Regions from separate parts of the Hordeum vulgare genome. Here region 2 is linked to region 1. A link is a contact called in public Hi-C data. All regions are on one chromosome and are shown on one strand. The core of a region is the stretch at or near the end of the contact, and the rest is flanking DNA. Distances in the headings are between cores, read along the strand shown. Region 1 has its middle 10 kb from the start of LOC123417085. Region 2 holds the start of LOC123418043 (protein AGENET DOMAIN (AGD)-CONTAINING P1-like).

Region 1 (6,122 bases), core at 988-3,487:
TGTCTTGTGGGGCTGCAATAAAGTGTTGCTCGGGGTTGCAATGAAGCGTCGGTGGGGCTGCGAGCGTCAATAGTGCTGCAATGGAGCTTCGTCGGCGCATCGCCGGGGTCATGAGGATCCAGTGGAGCTCCGGTGCTGCAATGGAGCTTCACCGGTGCCGGCGATGATGCATTGCAGCTTTGTCTCGCCGTCGGGGGTTGCAATGGAGCTCACTGTGGTGTTGTTGTTAGGTACTGCGGTCGATATTGCCATCCGGATAGCACCCGACGGCTCTGATGGTGCGCCAGATCGGGCATCCACTACACCAGATAGAATGGTTGGCTAGGCGGATGATTTTCAGGAGAAATCATCCGCCTGATTCGTAGCAGTCGTCAAATTATAATGGACCCAAATGAGACGATTTTCTGGCGTTCGGTGGACAGTAAAATAAAAAAATTGAATAATATCTGATTTTTTGGGTCACTGCTACAAATCAACCGACTGATTTCCAGAGAAATCGGTCTTCTGTCGTTGTGGTCTGATACAGCGTGACATCTGATTTGATCAACACGCAAGCGCGAATATTGCTAGTTTATTCTCCCATGTGTCACACATGATGTGCAAAGCAAAAAACCACAAGCACGGTGGTGGTGCCAGCGCAGCTCTCAAAAACCGGGTGGCCACCAATCGCGAGCTTGCTACATTGACGTCGGAGCCGGCGAGCACTCCATTACAGTGCAACCTTGGTACCGTGGGCGAGTGCTGCATCGGAGCTCCGAGAAGCGACTACGACCTCCATTGTAGCATTGGAGCCTCCGCCCGAGCGCTCCATTGCAGCCCCGGAGGCCGGAGCTGCTGGCTAGTGCTGCATCGGAGCTCCGAGAAACGACGATGACCTGCATCGCAGCATTGGAGCCTCCGCGCGAGCGCTCCATTGCAACCCTAAAGCCGCCGACGAGTGTTGTACCGGAGCTTCGAGAGCCGACGAGGACCGCTGCATTGCATCATCGGAGCCTCCGACGAGCGCTCCATTGCAGCCCCGCATCTCAACACCAGAGCTGCCGGCGGGCGCTGCATTGCAACTCCGAGGAGCCGTCGACGACCGCTACAATGCAGCACCAGGAGTCGTCGACAACAGTGCATTTGTGCGGCCCCCACTGCATTATATGCTGTGTCGCGGTGACACTGTCTTGCAGTATCTCCAGATCGACATTGCAACAGAGAAAAACTCATCGTCGATGGAGCTAGGTGACTGGGCGATGTAGGCGGCTAGGGAGTTATCAACTTTCCGCGTATATAGCGAAAGAGTACGCATCGAAGATAGCGGGGATGCGAGGAAAGGGATGAAGATGCGACGGACGCGACGATTGGATAAGAAATTTTGCCAAGAGATAAGACGCTGGTGGGACCTTTCCCTTCACACGTGTACGATGAAGGAGGTGGCTGAAGTGGCGATCAGTCGGATGAATTAAACAATTTTTTTAACAAGCATTGACAAAAAATTTAAGTGCCTACAAAAATTCGTTATGAAATCACACTCTTAAAAGGCGTGGTTAAAAAATACTCAAAAAATGCTACTTTCAAAAGCATATTGGAGCATTGGTTTTTCCTTTTGCCACATGGTGGACGGGCACGCGTGGCGCGGGCAGCAAACTTGCCCCCGCCCGCCCCGGCGATGGAAACGGGAGCGAGAGAGCCGAGATGAATCCCCCGACGCGAAGGCCCCGCCAAGCAATCAATGTGGCGGGCCTGGAGGAGACGTGGCTGGCGAGGCCTGGAAGGCAGCAACACGTGCGGCCTGGCCCACCGTCACCACGACGGGTCAAACCACGGAGCTGTCCGACGCTGAAGCCGTTCCTGGCGGCACGCCGATTGGATCCATCGCCGATGGGGAGGGAGCCCGAGCTCGACATCGTCGATCAAGGGCGCTCTATACAAATATCAGGTGGCAAATGGCAGCATCCGCTGGGGGGGAAACCGTGGGCTGTGTGTGCCTCGTCGCCTTTTCTTCTCTTTGGATAATGCCGCGTCGACGTTGACGGCTTAAGGAAGGAAATCGGGTTAGGCCGCGTTTGACTTGTCGGTGAAATTTTACAAATGTAAATAGTTACAGCTGTATATTACCAGTGTCTAGTAATATACAACCGATAATATTTTTCGCTTGTAATCCGATCAAATTCGTCTCCATCCATCTCCCCTTCCCTGCCATCACGCGTCAGTCTCCCGCAGGCAGGCAGCCCCATGTGCTCTCTCTGGGTCACATGCCCGCTCGCCGGTTCTCCTGTCTCCGACTGCTTGCCTAGCAAGCGGCGGCCACACACCCACACCAGCACACGCACCGCCACGCAGTTGAGGTCCCATTGAGCAGCTCCCGCCACCTCGCGCGCGCATGGACCATGGACAAGCCCACGCCCAACGCGACGATGGCGGTGACCAGGAGCACAGGCGCCAACGGGATCCGCCTCCGCGTACCAGATCCGCGGCGCCAACTGGCTCGCCGACGCCGACGCGTCGCCCGATGCCGGCTAGCTGCTCGTCGTCTTCGCGGGGCTCGCCTCCACGTACCAGATCCGCAGCGCCAACGGGCTCGCCGACGCCGACGCCGACGCGCCGCCCGATGCCGGCCAGCTGCTCGTCGTCTTCGCGGGGCTCGCATCCGCTGACCAGATCCGCAGCACCAACGGCCTCGCCGACGCCGACGCCGACGCGTCGCCCGATGCCGGACAGCTGCTCGTCGTCTTCGCGGGGCTCGCCTTCGCTGACCAGATCGGCGGCGGCAACGTGCTCGCCGACGCCGATGCGCCGCCCGATGCCGGCCAGCCGCTCGCCGTCTTCGCGGGACTTGCCTCCGCTGACCAGATCCACGGCGCCAACTTGATCCAGGTCTTGAGCAAGAGGGTGGTGGGGAAAACGACGAGCAGTGGTCTATAACGGATACAGACCTGTTACAGGTGTAAATAACACAACCGGTGTAAAATTTATAGTCTAAAAACGACATACCAAGCGCCAACGTGTGGTCCATCCGTTTTTATTTTACAGGAGTATATTTTACAGATGTGTGGTCCACCAGGGGGGGGGGGGGGTTGGTGGCGGTGGGGTGGGGGGGGGGATGATCTGCGCCGGTGCGTCGGTTCAAACTTTCGGCCGGCCGCGCGCGAGCCGCAGGATCCACCAACCCCGTGTCGTCCGCACCGTTGGATCCACATGCAATATTTTTTCCCCTATGCAACAAAATTTCGATGCTATGCTGTATTTTTTTCACCGGTTACAACAAAAAACAAACTTTGTAGCCAAAAAAATATTTACGTGATCGTAGCAAAAAAAAAAGCTGATGGTACGTGGTAGCAAAAGTCAAATGCCGGTTGTAACAAATATTTACCTGACGTGTATGCAACTTTTTTAGTGAACGGTTGCAGCAAAACATGATGCCGGTTGTAGCAAAAATTAACACGGTTATAGCAAAAGTAAAAAAACATCGATTGTAACAAAAAATTCGACGAACTGGAGTTGCAACCAAACGTATATGCAGTTTTTTTATTGGGCCAAAAAAATAGTTAAAAAACGCTTGCAACAAAAATAACGTTGGTTGCAACATATTTATACGGAAAATGCTGCATCCATTGACCAGAGAAGCGCGCGGGTGGGGAAAATGTTGCAAGGGCCCGCGCGCGCGAGGGGCGACCGGCTCGTTGGTTCGACCGGCGCGCGGGTGGGAAACGATTCCTAAGATGGTGTACCTTTTTGTTTTAGATGATGATGGGTTTAAGAAGAGTATGATTTTAAATTAACAAAGCCATCAATCAATCGAAAGTACAGTTTAGGATTACAACGATTATAATAGAATAAAAAATGACAAAGATACATAGAAGCTGGAAAGCATCTCTTAAATGGGGAGGCGTTTTGGCTCTCGCGTGCATTTGTGCACCTGGATGAACAATAACCTTTAAAGAAATAGTAAATATTTTTAATTCTGATTTTTTTAGATGATTGCATTAGTGTCGTAAACATGCATGTCAATTTTTGTACGATAAAAGAGCAACAGTGTTTTGTCGACAAAAAAAAAACAAATTTAGGGTGACATTTTGAGGTAACTTTTGGTGTTCAATTTTTTTTACACAAACCAAAATATTTAACCTTTTTATTTCAAAATTTGCAGGTAGCATTTGAATGTAACTAAGTACATCAATAATTTTTCTTTTGATTTTTTTCATTTCAAACATTTTTTTGGTCCCAGGAGCATATGCTCCCAGGAGCCGAAATGCATTTCCACCTTCATAAATAGTGATACATAGCCACTAGAAAGTTTGGTTTTAGCGCCCCCTTCCTTCCCAACTGCTCAACAAGCCTTTACATATAACAAGCTAACAGATAAAACATGAAGTACATTGCTTGAAGTTATAAAGGTCCTCTTGTGCGAACAAATTACTAGAAAATTGAAGATGACTGGAAGGAGAGGAATATACGTCGTCGAAGAAACGTTTGCCATTGCCAAGGCAACTGGGGCTCTCGTGTCCATCCATCCAGTTCCATCACCGAAGAAGGCCACTAGCTCCTCGCTTGGCTCGAAAGGCGTCACACCATCGATAGATGGAAACATTCTCCCAGAACCTGGATAAAAGTCACTCAAGGCAGACATGGGAGTGCAACCAGGCATGCCCGACTTGCCGTCGGCTAGCTAACTAGAGCAGAGCACCACCAAATCCCTTGGACCAACCACGAAATAGAAAGTTGCCGAATTGCACATAAAGCAATAGCACACAACCTGGGAAGTGAGGAATACCGGACGGTGGCAAGATCAAAAGAGTAGCTTTGGCTCCCACAGTGTGTTGATGTAGAGCCGCTAGAGGAGGGGAACCCTATCCCCTCCCAGTCTGGATCATCGGCACCGGACATGGCTCACGTAAGACGGATAGAGAGTAACCAAACAACATGACATCAAATTGTGGAATACGTTGCATCCTCAAGAAGCACACTACCACTTTTATCGCCCTCGAACTGGTGCACTACCAACATACCACCCACCTTGCTTTCAATGCGACTCCTTGAAGAAGGAAACACGGGTAGGGACATCGCCGCCGCCCAACAAAGGTGGGGTTTTCACCCGAGAATTGAAGTGAGGCGGGGACGGGTAGGAACATACCTGACTGACGCCTCAAGGAAGGTGAGCGGCGCCGTGAGGCGTCGCGGTTGTCGCGACCGACTGGTGCATTGATGAAAATTCAATGCATATTTTGTATTTCTTTACGTTACTACTAAAAAGGTAAAAAACATCATTCTAGACATGTACTACCTACATTTCTAATTATAAAGGCATGTACAATGGTAATATCTTAGGAGTGTCATGTAGGATAAATGATGAGATGGAGGATAAAAAACTCATAAAAAAGACAAGAGATGATCTCTTAGCATAATACATCTCGCCACGTTTTTAGAAATAGCTAGTTATTGAAGATAAAGCTAAGAGATAACCTATTGTAAGACATATTTTTTATCATCTTTAAATTACATGCAAGACTTAAGATAAAACTATCTTATCAACCATTGTACATGACATAAAATGTATAGGATATTTTCCATAAAAATAAGGTGCCCGGAAGCAACCAATAAAAACTGAACATATCACAATAAGGCCAACCATTGAGGTCGTGCAACAACGTTCTCAACGTCACCCATCGATTCAATCTACCGTGTCGAAGATCACCGTGAACATCCGATGAGACACTAAAACCGTAATCAGATACAGCGTTAGAAGTGCTGGCAACGCCCCACGCAAGAATGAGTACAATATTTTGTTTTGTTTTACATATATAGTACTGGCCTCATGACCTTAGGTGTCTGCTATGTCTTTAGCAGTCAGAAACAACAACTCACCTTCACAACAATTGTCCCTTCATGGCCACGGTATGGAACTAGGTGAACACATGGACAAATGAAGGCGTTTTAATCTCGGGCTTCCTCCCAGAGCTAAGAAACGTGTCCGACTGATGTGATAAGACACTGAAACCATATTCTAAAAAGGTGCGCAAGAGGCGCAATGAAAGAATCATCTATAGGCTATGATCGATGTGAAAGAAGCGAAATAGACATATGTTCATTGAACATCGGCTGACGCACCGCAAGGTGGTAGCACTTGCCCGAGACGA
Region 2 (6,122 bases), core at 1,587-4,086, 350 kb after region 1:
CTGAGAAGAAGAAAATATATCTAATATCTCGAGTTGTTAACAATGTCACAGTCCCTGCACACAAATTTCATAGTTAAAGCCTAAAAGGGAACTGCGCAATTACCCATGCTATGGTTAGAAAATGCCAGTACAGGAGCATCACGAACCACCACAAAATTCTTAAGCACCAATACAGCAAATATTGGTATCAACCACAGCTCATGTGCCAATAAAAATTGCAAAGTTCTCTGAAAACAGGAATTGAAAACTATAGAAATAAGGATTAGTAATTGTGCTGTTGGACCACAGGAAAAACACAAGAATTTTCTCAAGATACTAGTCATGAATGTATGTCATAGTTGACATGCACATAAAGGAAACAATCCAAGAAATATGACCTCATGCTAAAAGTCCTACGAAATTAGGGGCATAGGAAAGCGATCCATAAGAATTCGGTTGCCTACCCCTATGATCCCAACGCTCCCTGTAGAAAACATCCTATGGATTGAAATCATCCAATCCAAAGAGGTAAATAGGCTTGATTCATAAGTAGAAGTAGGTTTCGCTATAAGGAAAGCAACTTTAAGAATCCTCACCTTTTCACACCATACAAATTGATTATATCACTAAGAACATAAACACATAAAAGCAGTGCAGGAAGCATCCACATAAAGTGCAAGCATTTCAAAGAAATGTAACTCGAAAGATTCTGTACACACCTGTGCAACTTGCTTCCATTGGTTATCAGTCCAGTCATATCGAAGCCTCAGTTTGTTCTGGTGTAACTGGGCCTTCTTTCCTGAAGTTGCTAACTTAAATGTATACGTTAACTTGGGATGAATCTCAGTGATCTTCCCTGGCCACCAGCCATCATCTTGGAAGCCTTCAACATCATCATTGACGCAGAAACTAATAACTGATGCACGTGGCGGACAAGGTCTGATGTGCTTGATATCGACAATCTCATTGCACAGTTCACTACCCTTCCAGTAAGGGTACTCCACCAAGAGGTTATTTTTCCAGATAGTCTTTGCAACAATTGCAGGGAACCAAGCGACAACAGAATCAGCTTCCAACCTGGCAACTTCTATTTGTGTGCCTTTAGCATACAGCGTTCTCTTGGATGTCTCCTGGTAGGCAAAGAGTAGTTATTCTTATTCAGCAACCAACAATTAAAAGAAGGTGATAAAAATACGCAAGTAAAGAAAATGTTGAGAAATAAGCAATACTAATCTAAAACTACCATGACGAACACAATTGAGGGCATAATATAGAAGTTGATACCTATAACTCTAGAGCAATCAGAAAAGGAATCCAAATCATCCCATATGTTCTATTCTAGCCGATGATTATATGCACTTAAGACGCAAGCTAGAAGTAAAAACATAAAATACCGACATATGTAATATATAGGAGAAATCAGAAATCCCTCTAAAAAAAATTCAGCATAAAGCATTCGGAAGATTGTCAACGATTCAGTAACGTAGTTCCATAACAATCTTGTCATGTCAACTTGCACTGAGGCTCAGGAACTGTAATAAAAGAAACATGCCAGGAGATGTAACAGCATTCTCGACCATCAACTCATTGCAGATGTACACTAAGTCACCAACTAGGCTCACTTTGTTTCAGTATGATTAATATTTACTATAACAAAAACATGTTAGGAGAAGGAACAGCAGCAATATCGACCAGCAACTCAGTGCAGATGTACACCGACTAGGCTCACTTTGTTTCGGTATGAATCTGGAACACATTCAACAAATCCAACTGGCTTGCTCTGACAACTATAAACCACCACTTGTTAACTAACAGACCACAAGCCGCCCGGCAGCCCAGAGGAATTTATTCAATAAATCTGATGAACCGAAATCTTCCAGACAGTGCGGCACAAGCAAAGTGTGCTCCATCAAATACGTAGTACATTCAGCAACAATCCATCAATACTACACTTAAAAAAAGCGCAGAAGCAACTACACTAATCTCGAATTTCCCATGCTAATGCAGAAAACTCCAGCGCATTACAAATCATCTTGTAAATCATAACCCTAACCAGACTACGAGAGAACAAAATGGGATTCCCCCTGGAAACCCTTACCACGAAATCACATGGAGATGAATGCGCTACGTCATTCAACAACAACGACAGAAACCGCGATGAACATCGCAAGATGTCCTTCTACTAACCCTAACCATGGAAGAAAGGAGGATCCCCCGGTTTGAATGGGGATACAACGGCACAAAAAGACTGACTTTTTTGCAAGATGTGCTGGAACTCGTACCATGTCCTCGGGGGAGCGCCACTCGCCGGCGACCCGCTCGAGGTGGGCCCTGACATCGGCCTCGTCGAACTCCGCCTCCTCCCTCGTCGCCGGGAAGCAAACCGCGACCTTCCCGTCCGCCCGGTCCCCGCCGAGGAGGGCAACGCCGAGCCACCACGCGCCGTCTCGGAGCGCATCCACGGGGGCGTGCTCCGCGGGTGGAGAGGACGCCGCCGGCGGCGGGCGCGGCCGGACCTGCGACGCGGGCACGGTCTCCGGGAGCGCGCGGCCGGAGGCCCCTGAGACGGCGAGGGCGTCGTACTCGACCGCGTAGCTGCAGAGGTCGGGGTCGAAGCGCGCGATGACGGCGGGGAGGTGGGCCCCGCGGTAGGCTCCCTCGTCCGGCAGCACCTCCACCGCCTCGCCTACGGGGAAGACCTCCGTGGGCTCCGCCGGATCCGGTGACCGCGAAGGTGCCGGCGCCGGCTGGCGGCGGAGCCTCGGCGACCGCATTGGGGTTTCGGTGGTGGCGGAGTCGCTGCGTGGGTAGTGTGGACTGGGGAGTGGGGAGAGCAGAGCACAATAGGCGGCGGGCAGAACAGAACGAGGCCGTATGGGTGGGTATTGATTATACTGGGCCAAGGAGAATAGAGTTGGCGTCCGTCCGATCGTGATGGACGGTCGAGATGGCAAGCATACATTTCCGGTACTTTGACCACTTCCCCCTCGTTTTGTCCATTTAAGTCGTTATGTTTTCTTTTTGTAAATAGATGTGTTCAAATTTGCGTTTAGAATGGGTCGCGAGCGGACGAAAACGGACGCGCGTCAGTTTAGATCGACGCGTTAGGCCAATTTTTCTATCCATCGCGACCCAAATGGACGGGCGCGGACGAAATGAGCAATTGGCAAGCTTTCGGAACCTCACATCGCAGATCTTTAGCTTTGGTGCACGCTATAACCACATGGAATTCTGTTTCGTCTTCCATTTCGCACATAGTGCACGTGGCCATCTTTTTTAGCGTTCTATGCATTTTATTCTCTCTCGTTCATGTGGATTTAGAGGGTGTTTGGATACGTTTTAGTCCCATGACTAAAAGTAATGAGACTAAAACTTGCTAGTCTCACACATGCTTGGATCCAAGTACTAAAGAGACTAAAATCAAGTTAATGAGCATTTATTATCCTCCAAACCCTCCAATCCGGAACTTGCATGAGGAGTTAAATGAGGAGAGAGAAGATTAATGCACATTTTAGTAGGGGTACCCCTGACTAAAAGATTTTAGCCTCAAGACTAGTTTTAGCCTCTCTTTAGTCAGGGGTGCTTGGAACTTTAGCCTCTTAAAGAGGCTAGTTTTAGTCAGACTAGTTTTAGTCCCTTAGATCCAAGCACCCTCTTAGTGGCTACTCTCTAACATGTAATATTCACCTTTTGAGGGACTTTTGCCTGTCAGATTAGGTTCCACTGGCCATGGTGGGGTATCATATCTAGTATCATATACTTGGCACTAGCAAATATGCTGATGTGACACGCAATTAAAAAAGAGAGAGGGTTAGAGTAACATGTGTAGATACCGTATTATGTTAAATGCTTTGCTACTATGTGTCATGCATGTCAATAAATGAGACCACCTATGATACTATGCATTATGAAGGTAGTATCATACAATAGTATCATATGCATGATACTACTATATGATAATCCCCACTATGAATAGCCTAATGTCGCAAATTGCAGCTGCATCATATACAGAAAACATTTGCTTAATCAGATCAGCATTCCATACTTATCTTTCTCCCCTCTCGAACTCTCCAAATGATCTCTTGTTTGAGTAACTCGAGACCGAAATCAATGCCTCTCCAAGCCAACGATGCATCCGAAGCGAAAACGATGTCCAGAATGTTCCCACTCGGAAAGTACTTTGACTTGACCACACGGGCATAAGGGCTCTCGGAATTTTGGATGATTCTCCACCCTTGCCTTGCTAGCAGCGCTTGGTTAAAGAGGTGCATATCTGTAAAACTCAGACCCCCATCCTTCTTCGTTTTGATCATATCCTCCCACGCCATCCAATGCACTTTCATATGGTCATGTTCACCCCCCACCAAAAGTCTCGAATAAGATTCTCATAGTTTTCACAGAATCCTTTTTTCATTTTAAAGATGCCCATGGCTTAAATGGGGAGAGCTTGAGAAACAAATTTGGCATGTACCTCCTTTGCAGCATGTGACATGTATCTCTCGCACCAATCGATACATATCTTCGAGAACCGCTCCATAATCAGTTGGAACTGTTCCTCCTTCATTCTTCCTTCCGGAGTTGGGAGGCCGGAGTACTTACTCTCGAAGGATGAAGCCATCACACCAAGTACATTTTTTATTCCTTGCCGCACCACCTCCGGACAAGCTTCACTGAACATTAATGAACACTTTTTGGGACTAAGTAATTGTCCCGAGCCGTTCTGGAAACAATCTAGAGCCTTCTTGATTGTCACTACGTCTTGCACTGAAGCTTTGAAGAATAAAAGCCTATCATCCGCAAATAGTATATTCGAGATACCCGGGCTTCCCCTTGCAATCTTGATCGGTGTTATCCTGCCACCACATATTTCATTTTTAGTACGAGCATCAAGGAGTCAGCGTCAAAAAGGAACATATAATGCCTCAAAGGATCACCTTGCTGCAAACCTCTTGATGGTTCAAAGAAGTCTAGTAGGTGACCATTCCATTTAACTGCATATCTCACCAACCCTCACACAAATCATGATCCAACCGATCCACATAGGAGAAAACCCCATCTTTTTCAGCACCTCCTCAAGGAAGCGTGAGACTACTCTATCATAGGCCTTGGCCAAATCGATTTTATATGCGCAATATTGTTGTTTGCATACTTGTTGTCTTGTATATTATGGAAGCATTTGAAGGCAATATTTGCATTGTCCGTTATCAATCTCCCAGGAATGAAGGCACTTTGAGTCTTAGAGATTAGCTCATGGAGGAGTGGTCAAAGTCGATTGACCAATCATTTGTACACCACCTTGTATACCACGTTGCACAGAGTTATCGATCAATAATCCTTTAGTGTTCGAGGGTCCTTACCTTCCGGGATCAAGCATATTGTTGTGTCATTTACCCTAGAGGGCATAACCCGAGTCTGAAAAATTGCGGACTGCCTTGATTATATCTATCTTGAGGGTACCCCAATTTCTTTGGAAAAACAGGTCGGGAAGCCGTCGGGTCCAGGGGCTTTTAAAGGTCTAATTTGAAACATAGCATCAGCAATTTATTCATCCGAGAACTCCTTCGTCAAGCTTCTGTTCATGTCATCGATCACTTTGCGATCAACAACATTTAGTAGTAGACTTGGATCAACTCCATCATCCTCCTTGTATAGTTCCATGAAAAAAATTTCTCACATGTTCTTCATCTTCTCTGAATCATTCACCCAACTCCTAGACACATATCTAAGTTTATTGATAGTGTTCTTCTTATGCTTACACCTAGCCTTGCGGTGGAAGTATATTGTGTTCTTGTCTCGTTCTTTAAGTCATGCCATTCTAGATCTTTGCTTCCACGTAATCTCCTCTCTCAATAGCAATTCGTTGAGCTCACATGACAGCCTTCTCACTTTCTGTTTGGTTGCGCCATTCCAGTTTCCTTATAGCAGCCTCTTGATCCCCCTTCTAATTTTGTTAGATTTCTTTAGGACTGAACCAAACCTGCTTTTACTCCATATCCTCAACGATTCCTCCATGGATCACAACCTGGCAGCAACGTCACGCAAGTTAGAGACCCTTCTACTATCCACCTTGTTTTCTTCTATAATATTCTGAAGCCTTGGCTCCCTCTTTGTTGGGAATATACCCCATGGGTGAACCCGCTTGG

What was found. A called contact is a pair of places that touch in the nucleus more often than the background predicts.
Region 2: a contact with region 1 is called in a Hi-C map of leaf, with 2.4 times the contacts expected there. The contact joins the promoter of LOC123418043 here to the enhancer-like site in region 1. A contact is called at or near these places in 2 of 6 Hi-C or Micro-C datasets (both in leaf).

Annotation. Positions count from the first base shown.
Region 1 is chr1H:49,652,169-49,658,290 of MorexV3_pseudomolecules_assembly, forward strand. No RefSeq gene overlaps it. Among protein-coding and RNA genes, the nearest start is that of LOC123417085, 10 kb to the left of the region's middle. Within about 2 kb of position 2,238, at least 3 of the 3 cell types and tissues checked have open chromatin away from gene starts, as enhancers often do. A contact at or near this core is called in leaf, where this site is marked.
Region 2 is chr1H:50,004,684-50,010,805 of MorexV3_pseudomolecules_assembly, forward strand. LOC123418043 (protein AGENET DOMAIN (AGD)-CONTAINING P1-like) reads right to left here and starts at 2,837. Exons shown (of 4, transcript XM_045106944.1): 1 at 2,262-2,837; 2 at 699-1,109. The coding sequence starts at 2,753.